Regions from separate parts of the Mus musculus genome. Here region 1 is linked to region 2. The links are chromatin contacts, called in public HiChIP or PLAC-seq maps. All regions are on one chromosome and are shown on one strand. Each heading gives the region's core, a stretch centred on a gene start, on an enhancer-like site or on the middle of the called end of the contact. The rest is flanking DNA. Distances are from core to core; before and after follow the strand shown.

What was found. HiChIP or PLAC-seq counts read pairs in DNA pulled down with a chosen protein or histone mark.
Region 1: an H3K27ac HiChIP or PLAC-seq map of embryonic stem cells shows a contact between it and region 2, with 3 times the contacts expected there. The contact joins the promoter of Tnik here to the promoter of Nceh1 in region 2. A contact is called at or near these places in 2 of 39 promoter capture datasets (liver and stem cell-derived epiblast-like cells) and 2 of 115 datasets of contacts at active chromatin or transcription factors (embryonic stem cells and pancreatic cancer cells).

What each region holds. Positions count from the first base shown.
Region 1 is chr3:28,261,304-28,266,329 of GRCm38.p6, reverse strand. Tnik (TRAF2 and NCK interacting kinase) reads right to left here and starts at 3,116. Exons shown (of 33, transcript NM_026910.1): 1 at 2,631-3,116. The coding sequence starts at 2,687.
Region 2 is chr3:27,181,180-27,186,329 of GRCm38.p6, reverse strand. Nceh1 (neutral cholesterol ester hydrolase 1) reads right to left here and starts at 3,326. Exons shown (of 5, transcript NM_178772.3): 1 at 3,115-3,326. The coding sequence starts at 3,252.

The sequences.
Region 1 (5,026 bases), core at 1,867-4,366, 1.1 Mb before region 2:
ACCCATATTTTGCATGGCTTAAATGACAGGGCTGGTACTGGTTGCTCTGGTTTGAATTATGCATTGTTCCAATTGGGGAGAATTTCAGACTAGGCCCAGTCTGGGATCACTGACTGAGAACAATAAGCCCCCAAAATCAGAAGGAGAAAGGCCTCTCTAGACAGGATCTGCTTTTAAACCACCAAGCCCAGGGCTTACAAAGAGCATTGATTGTATACATTAAAGAGCCACAGGGATGTCGAGGGGCTGACAGGGCTGCACCACTGACCTTGCCTGCAATTCAGGGTCAGGGTTTCCTCAGAAGGACTTCTCTGCAAGCTTAGGAACCAACCTCTCCAAATCTGGGAAGGCAGCCACCATCTACGCTTCCATTTGTGGGCATCACCTACTGGCCCTCGGAGACAAACGGACCTGCACACCTAGCCTACCACAAGACTGCCTGACGCTCCCAGGCCTGCTGAGTACAACTGTCTGCCCATCTGCATGTAAGTCTTCCAGCCAATAGCTCCCCCAGACACTGGGAGTAGCTGTTATCCTAGCTCTTTGCACACACCAGTGCAGGCAGAGAATTCATTGGGCTTCTTGGGTGACAAAGAGCAATCTCAGTAAATCATACAAAGATATCTGTTCCACATACACATAGCAGAGCCCGGGAGTTTCCTCAAGTATGCATCAAGGTGCTCTGTGCTTGGTATCTCAGAAAACCTTGCCCACAGGAGCTAGTCCCCTCCTCCCAGCCCCCCAACTTAAAAATCATATCAGGGAGAAGGATGCTAAGATTCCTGCTCAGCTATATCACAAGGCTGCCTCATTGTTCAGGCCTCCACCTCTTAGCCACTCCTCCTTCTCCAAGTCTGGTCCACCTGATTAACTCACACCATAGCAACTCCCAGACAGAAGTAGAGCACACACCATGGGTGAAGAGGAAGCCGCGCTTGTTTAAAGCACCCACTCTGCTCCCAACCCCCACACTTAGCTACTCACTGGTTCTGAATGTGGCCTTTGGGCACCAGAAAAACAGACAGCTTACTGTAATCATGCATGAATGAGCTTCTGCTGCCCCACTAGCACAACAGGCCGTTTCATAGGGCAGTCAGTCCTCAACCTTCGAGTTGTCTCTCTGAATTGTCACCTCTCTCTCTCTACCAAAAGATATGGGAAGGGGCAAGGATTCAAGGAGAGGGAAGAAAAGAGACTCGTGGAGCCTGAAGAAAAAGTATCACCTCCATCAGACAGGTATCTAGCCCCTTAAAATATTTGTAGAGAAATGTAAGGGCAGGAAGGCTTTAGTAGACACAGGTAAACGGCCTCAAGATTCTAGCATCAATCTAACAATGTGTTCCGGAGAACCACTGAACTTCCACCCCTACTGGCGGTGGGTGACATGAGATGAGACACCATCTCTTAGGTCTCACCTACCCTCCAGGCATCAAGCATATGCATTTGCTGTTTATTTTATTTTTAGTTCGGGAGAGGAAGAAACTAGTGGAACTGAGATTGGTGTCCAATCTTTCTCAGATGCCTGCTGCTGCCAAGGCCACCACCCCTCCTCACCCCCTTCCTGGCAGGCAGCATCTAATTAAAATGGCAAGAGCGCTCGGCCCCCTTCCCCGAAGGAGTGTGCTGGGATTAGAGGTGGGGGTGGGGAAGCGTCGAGGCTGCAATGGGATTCCTGGCAGTCTGATTTTCAAACAACAGCAAAATGGATTCTAGATCACTAAAGTCTTATTCAATACAATGGAACGACGTCTGAGGTGTTTCATTAGGTAAAGGCAAAGCGGCCGGGCTCGGGGAAGGGAATATGTTTTACAAAGGACTGTTCACAGACCTGGGACACACACACACACACACACACACACACACACACACACACACACACACACACACACAGGCACACAGGCACACAGGCACACACGCACACACAATCTCTCCAGGGAGTTCCGGTGTGGTGAGGAGAAGCGGTTAAGCTTCTCTTTCACCTGCTGAAGTTCAGCCATAAAACTGAAAGGTCACAGTCACCGAGGGAAGGAATAGGCAGGGCTGAGTTCAAACCACAGATAAAGGTGAGTGCACACTGGCATATAGGGAAGAGCTGAGCCGGAGCCCCAGCACCGGAGACAGAAGCCGGGAAGGGAGTCAGTTAGCACCTACAAGACCAGCCCAGAGCAGCAATTACTGCTCCATTGGAGCAGCAGGGTCCGCTGGTAGAGACAGCTAGCTCACGATGGCATCTTGCAGGTAGCTGGCAAACGTGAAGGGCCAGTGCCTTTCTTCTCCAAGAGAATCTTTTGCAGCAAGGAGCAGTCGGGTCTCGCGCCTTGGCACGAGACGGTTGCCCGGGTACACACACACACACACACACACACACACACACACACACACACACACACACCAGCCTTTCATGTAATGCTCTTACACCGATCGAAGATGAAACTGACAAGCTCTACCAGCTTCCTTGCGGAACCTCGGGAACAGCCTAGGAGCACAAGGGGAGCCCAGCCCCTGCTGTAGGGGTAGGGGCTCAGCCTAGAACCCCTCGGCTGCCCCGGAATTAGAACAGAAAGGCAGGGAACGTTCCCTCTTTCAGCCCTAGACCATTGGAAAAAAAGGAAAAAACACGTTCTGCTCACCCTCAGGGCGGAGAGATCGATTTCATCCAGGCTGCGAGCTGGGGAGTCGCTCGCCATGTCGACTCTTCGCGGGAGAAATGGACCAAAACCACCCCGAAGCGTCTTCCTTGGCAATTCCACCCCGGTCTATTTCGCTCGCGTCCTCATGCGGCTGTCCGCCAGAGAGGCCCGGGGCCCAGCCTCCCCCGCCCACCCGGGCCCCAGCAAGAGTCCGATCCCGATCTTCCGAGAGCGTCGATCCGCGGGATCCCGGAGCCCGACCTGCGCGGATCTCCAAGCCCGGAGCCGCGGTGCGTGTGGGCTGCGCGCCCTGATCGGCTAAGGGCGCTGGGGCTGCGTGGGTGTATTTAAATGGGACATGCTTCTTTGCTTGTGCGTGGATGGCGGCTGCATTGGCTGTTATAATGAGACATATCAACTCCTCCACTCAGCTGGGAGGTGGGGGTGGAGAACCACACAGAACTGTCTATCACCGCTTCCTGGGAGGAGTGGGGGGGGGGGGAGAGGCGTGGTCTCCGACTGGGGAGAGGCCGCGCTTCCTGACCGGGTCCCTCCGCCACTAGCCAGGGTGGGGGAGGGGTACGCACCCTTTCCGCCCCAGCTTTTGAGGGTTAATAGTGCTGAATCTAAACAGCCGTTTTTGAGCCTCTCTGTGCAGGAGCCTGAATGCTGAATATATATTTTTAATGTGTCCAATTTGTGCAGTGCACCAAAATGGCTCTTCGATCGTATCTTGGGGTTTCTTGACTGCGTTCAGATACTCTAATGGTGAAAAGGGTGGTGGGGAGAGGCAGCGGGAAAAGGCAGCAGCGTCCTCCCTCCCCCATTAATTATTTGTGGGGCTGGAGTAAAGGCGGGCCGGTGCAACCGGTGCATATAAGGACTTGTGCGCAGGGAAGGGGATCCGCCTCCCCGCGCAGAGCGAGTTGGGGAGAAGCTCACACGCGCCGAGCCGGCAGCCTGGCTTTGGTGCTGAGCAGTGGCCACAGGGTCACGGTCATTCGCGGCCACTGGGTTGCAGGAAGGCAGGCCCGAATCGTCTGTGGTTCTCTAGGCTGAGTAGGTTTGCTAGAAGCTGGAAATCCGAGAGATGTGAGCTCTGTCTGGATATCGCCACACCCAAGACCTGCGCGTGCCGCAATTCCCCACGGAAATGACCGAATTGAAAAGAGAAGCTTGCTCCCTGGGTGCAGTAGCTCGAAGGATTCAGGTGACTCCAAGGCCGACATTAATTGGGCAACATAGTACCTAACCCAGTGTTTCCTCCTTTGTAGCTTTTCCGCGGTGACCTACCTGGATTCATGGAGAAAGTTTGGCTCTAGGATAGTGAGCCCTGACCCGCGAGCTATTTGACTTCGCTCGCTTTTTCACTCAAGAGCTGGGTGTTTGCAGTGGTAACCCGTCATTCTTTATCAAAAGTGTAAAGTCACTTCCCCAACCCTCTCGCATCCTTGCCTGTCTCCTAGTTTGGCCACGCAAAATACGTCGGAAGAAAACATTTATAGTGAACTCTTCCCACTGGCTTCAACTCATCAATAGTTCTGAGTGTTCCTCTAGCATCTACTGAGATAAAAAGCTAAACATACTGGGGGGGGTTGATTTTTATTTGACTTTTTGTTTTGTTTTCTTTTGGGGGGAGTAGAGGTTCTTTTTGATTTATCTTATTGGTTGTTTGATTTGGTATGGTTATGAGACAGATCTTAAGTACTTAAAGGAAGTCTTCCCTTCACTGTGCAGCTGGGGATGGCCTTGAACTCCTCATTGTCCTGCAAATGACCCCCCCCCCCCCGCCCACCCAAGTACTCAGATTACACATGGACACCAACACTTGGGCTGTTGCCACTTCTTTTTAAAGTCATGAAGAATAAACTAATTATGAGCTTCAGAACAAGTTGAAAGAATGAATGAACGGACCAACACTAATGAAATTAGTGTTAGCTGGACTGTTTAGTCTTGGACTCATTGGGGTGGGTCATGTGCTCTCTAAACCATACCATGAAACTAGAATGCTGTTCCGAACCCACAAGCCTCCACGAAGGGACCAAGTAGAAGCCATCTTTTCCCTCCACCACACTTTTCCTTGTGTGTCATCATCATCTTCTCCTTCTCCTTCTTCTTCCCTTCTTCTTCTTCTTCTTCTTCTTCTTCTTCTTCTTCTTCTTCTTCTTCTTCTTCTTCTTCTTCTTCTTCTTCTTCTTCTTCTTCTTCCTCTCCTCCTCCTCCTCCTCCACCTCCTCCTCCTCCTCCTCCTTCTTATCTCACCCTTTCTCTAGACAACAGGTTAACATGTCTCAAGATGAAGCAAAATAATTTCAGATTAGGGTATTGAGATTCATACGCAGGGCTCCTTTAAAAGCTTCAGACTTGAAAATAGGAGATAAACATGCTCACAGAAA
Region 2 (5,150 bases), core at 2,077-4,576:
CCTGTGGTAACAGAACAGGGAAGCACTCAAGTAATTAATTATTTGTAGACAGGGCCTCAATATGTAGCCCTAGTTACCCTGAAATTCACTATGGTCACTATGTAGACCAGGCTGGTCTTGAGCCCACAGAGAGCTGCCTGCCTTTGCCTCCTGAGTGCTAGAGATGTGTGAGCCACCAGGGCATGCAGCACTCAAATTTCCTGACATGAGAAAGAAGGCCAGGCGTAGTCTCTTAAATAACTTCTATTGCTTTTTAAAATTGAGCCAAGTGATCTAAACCAAAATTATTTGGCAAACAAGCCTATGCCAACTTCATGGTGGCTCTCTAGGTTCTAAAGCTATAAATCAGCTCATCTTATGGTTTGAGCAAAATTGGAACAATCCTACAGATTTCCCTCACAATCCATGGTGGATCTCTGTGGCTTCGAGGCCAGCCTGGTGTACATAGAAAGCTCTAGGCCAGACAGACAGACCTACGTGCTGAGACCCTGGGGGTACGGGGCGTAGGGAGAGGGAAGACCCACGGACATAACTGGGCCAATGTGAGAATGTAGCTCAATGTCCACTATCTGCCCAGCATGCACAGAACCCTGAGTCTAGTCTCTGTTTGGGGGAAAACGGCTTTCCACACAGACTATCCTTTCTTCTGCTCTGAATGGTCTTGTCAATATGCTCAGTTTAGCAAGGAGGTGACCAGAGCCACTCTCTGAAGACCTACTCCCACGACAGCATGAGGAGGTGTGTGTGTGGGGGGGGGAGACACATATTACTTCATCAGTCCCTGGGACTGCCTGGCATCCCCTCCCCACAAGTTCCTGGCATGTTGGAGGGCCCACCATAGGAGCCCAGCACAGAGTGGCCCTGGAGGTTTGGAAGGCATGTTGGAGAAGAAACACTTTCCTCTAAACCTGGACTTTCCTAAATGGCTATGATACGGAAGAGTTCTTCGGTGACCTGAAACACGAATGGACAAAGTATCCCCACACCAGCACAGCACTGTTCTTTCCTTAAGCTAACCTATTAAAGATGGCCAGCCCAGCCCAGCCCAGTATCGTCTGCAACCCTGGTCTCCAGAATCTGTCAAGTGTGCATGAACTCAACTTCATGAGGACTTCCTAGGAAAGACTGGCTTTCTCAGTTGCGTGAGAGAAGAGACCAGACCACTGCTCCACATTTTGTTAAAGCCTACATGGTGTCTCACAAACTATGGTGGATCTCTCTGGGAGGTGCCTTTAAATAAACTCCAAGGACAGTCAGGCAGGAAAATGATGACCCGAAGATCAGCATGAACAACAGAGCCGAGTTTGAGGCCAGCTTGCTTGAGACAGGTAGCAAGGTCTTGATTCTGAAAACCAAAATTAAGAGAAAAACAAAACAAAACAACCTATAATCTGAACACAAGGGATATAGTTCAAGGGCTGCATAGAAGCTCATACCCAGCCTCAGCTACAAGACAACATCCCCCAACACACACACACAGAGTGCAGACAGAAACACAGTGCAGACAGGTCCGTAATGTCAGCACGAAGATCTGCCAGCTTGACCCACGTAGTGGATTCCAGCACTTGGGAGGTAGAGGCAGGATCAAAAGTTCAAGACTAGTCTGTGCTACACACAGAGTCCAGGTAGAACTACACACTGAGACTCTGTCTACAAAACAAAGAGAGAGAGAGAGACCAGCTGGAGCTTATGGGTTAAGAGCACTGGCCCTGGGTTCATTCCCAGCACCCACACAGAGGCTTACAACCCCTTTAACTACAGTCCCAATATCCCCTTCTGGTCTCTGTGGGCACTCCACCCACGTGGTACACTGAGATACACGTGTGCAAAACACCCATACATAAAAATTGATTTTAAAAATTTAATGCGTGTTCATATATCTTATTAAAAAGAAGGAGAAAAAAAAAAAGAGCAGGTAGGTAGCAGCACATGCCTCTCAGAGTTCCTGGGGCAGCTGCAGTCAAGTTAGAGGCTAGCCTGGTCTACAGAGCAAGTTCCAGTATAGCCAGGGTTATAAAGAAACTTTGTCTTGAAAAAACAAAACAAACAGTATTAAGGCTCAGTGTTGGGCAGAGGTGGAGGGTGGCTTGATTGTGGAGAAGCGCTGGGAACCTGCATATCTCTGACTACTCAAAAATACGATGCAGTCATGGCGTTCAGCCTTAGCTGCAGACTGCGCTTCTGATACTAAAAGCAATCCTCCTATCATGGAATAAACCAATGACACTGTCCTCCCCACGGGGGAGCAATGTGCAGGAGCAGGATACAGTGCAGAGAAATGCCACCCTGCAGGTTAAAAGAAGGCCACACCGCTCCGGCTCAGGCCAAGGTTATCTCCCAGACATCGAAGGACGCAAAACAAATGCCACAAGAAAACAGCCTTCAAACAGGGACCGTTACAGCCCTCCGGGATTGCTAGTCTCCCGGCCTTCTTTTCTTCCGCTGAGCTGAGAAATGCCAGGGAGAGAACCGAAGGTCAGAGCGGTTCCTCCTAGCCTGCGATCCCCAGAAGGAGCGCTAAGGCCTGGGGACGTTAGGAGACTGCCTGTGCCCGCTTCTGCTCACCGGTGAATCACAATCCCCTTAGCAAAAAAAAAAAAAATTAACTCCTCCTTTGCAAGCCAGTGGGACAACAGAGGTGGGGGCGAGGTGGTTTATAAATTACCAAAGGCTCTGGCTCAAGACACAGCGAACCAAGAAAGCAGGGGAGCTAATTAGGTCCTAGGAAAGGTTAAACAGCTGTCAGAGACGCCAGGCGAGGAGAACTTCACCTGTTTCCACTCCTATCTGCCTGTGGACTTCAAGGATGCGAACAGGACATCCTCGGTGCCCGGGCTAGGGGTCCTGGGGAATCGTGCACTCTGAGAAAACATGGGTGACACCGGGTGCCCCCACTGCATTACACGGATGCAAACACGACACCCTCAGACCCCAGAGATCAGAAGAAGCAGGGAGAGGCAGATGCGCGTTCACGGAAACACGGGATATCCCTATTGCAGGACAAGGATGCAAATGTGACATCCTCAAAGGGCCCATGGGCAACCGGGATAAGCGATGGGGGTTTCGTTTAGAGGAGCAAGGACGAGACGGGGCATCCCCTTTCGCTCTGCTCACCACTTGCTGCGCGCCGCGGAAAGTGGCGTCCAGCAGCATCAGTTTCCAGGGGTCGGACACCGCGCTGGGCAGTGGGATGTACACGTAGTAGGCAGCCAGAGCCAGCAGAGCGGCCAGTAGGACGCATGACGACCTCATTGTCCCCAGGCCGGGCTGTCCGGAGCTGACCGCGGTACGGTGCGATGCTACCCGGAGAAGACCAGCAAGTTTCTGCCAGCCGCAGCTGCTGTTTCACGTGTTCCTCCTCAGGCTGCGAGCCAATCACAGGCTGCGTCGGGAGGAAGTGGGAGCGCGGATGTGCCCCCTCCGCGGTGTCCTTGCGAATAGCTGCGGGCTCGCCAGGTTGCAGGAAGCAGGGTGGTGCAGCCCGGAGGACACACAGCAACCAGCAACCCCTGGCGGACACTGTGAGTATGACTGCCTGCGATGCCAAGCTGCCTCTGAAGGTGTGGCAAAAGGGGTTCCGGGTCAGCCTGAGCTACCAGAAATAGTATCAGAAGAAAAACTAACAGTAACAAACAAACAATAAATCCGTTGGGTTTGGCACACTTAACTGTTATCCTTGGTCTTGAAAGGAGGAGACAGGATGAAGGCCAAGGTCATCTTGGACTGCATAACAAGTTTGAGTCCATACTGGGCTAGATGAGAAACCCTGCCTCAAGAAAACCAAAGTATCAGACAAACAAGCAAATAGAAAACTCAGATAGTTGCACTGTGCAACTTTCAAAGAATATAAAGCATCTGATCAAAACAAAGAGACTACTGCAAAAGATACCAAAACTCCTCTCGAGAGAAACACTTGATAAAGTCAGTAAGCGGTTTAAAAAGAGAGTTTCTGGCATGGTGGTGCACACAGCCTGGTTCACATTGTGAGTTCTAAGCCACCCATGGCTATATGGGGGGCATTGCACAACAAACACACAGATACACATACACACACACACACACACACACAGAGAGAGAGAGAGAGAGAGAGAGAGAGAGAGAGAGAGAGAACTAATACCTGATTTCTCATAGCTCATGCAATAAGGCCAGTGTTGGCTTCCAAATGCCCTCAGCTGGGCCTGGTGATAGCACCTGTAATCTCAGAATTGGGAAGGTGGAAACAGGAGGACCAGGATTTTGAAGCCAACCTGGGTTATATGAAACCTTGCTGGAAAAAAAAAATAATAGAAAAAAGGTCTGGGAATTCAGTTCAATGACAGAGTGCTTCTCCCCCCCCACACACACAAAGCCCTGGGGTTACTTCTCAGCACCATATATAATCAGTAAAGCAAAGATCTTATCGTAAACTGTTTGTTTTTAATTATGTGATGTGTGTATCTCTGTGTGGAAATGTGCACAGGAGAGCAAGTGTTTGTGGATGCCAGAAGAGAGCACGGGATTCCCTGGATCCTGAGCGGCCTGACATGGGCGCAGGGAACTGGACTCTGGTCCTTCGCAAAACCTTTGAAAAGTGAACACTTAGCTACCAAGCCATTTCTCCACCGCCAAGTGGCTGCTGTTGTTTTAAGAAACTACAGTGATTCTTGATGCTTCCTTCATAGCTTGGAAAGGAGTTTTGTTGTTTTATTGTTTTCTTCTTGGTAATTTTTTTAATGATGCCACTTAAGATAAAGTAAAGCCCTTTCATCATCCTTCCTGTTATTTCAATTCACCACAAATAACACCAAGAACTACAAGAGCTGGAGAACAAGACCATGGACGGAGTTGACTCTCTGCACTGGGGGCAGATAGTTGCCTTTGTCAGGCATGCATTTTACCACTAAGCTGCATCTCGGCACCTGGGTTTTTTGTCTTGTTTTTGTTTTTTGAGATGGGATCTCCTAGTATAAAGTCATCCTCTTGTTTCAGACTATAATACTGTCTTTACAGGTACTTGTCACCACGTGTAGCAAGACTATGTATATATGTTTTTCAAGACAAGGTTTCTTTGTGTAGCCCTAGCTATCCTAGAACTTGCTCTATAGATCAGGCTGACCTCGAACTCACAGAGATCTCGAACTCATAGAGATCTGCCTGGGAAGTAAAACTCC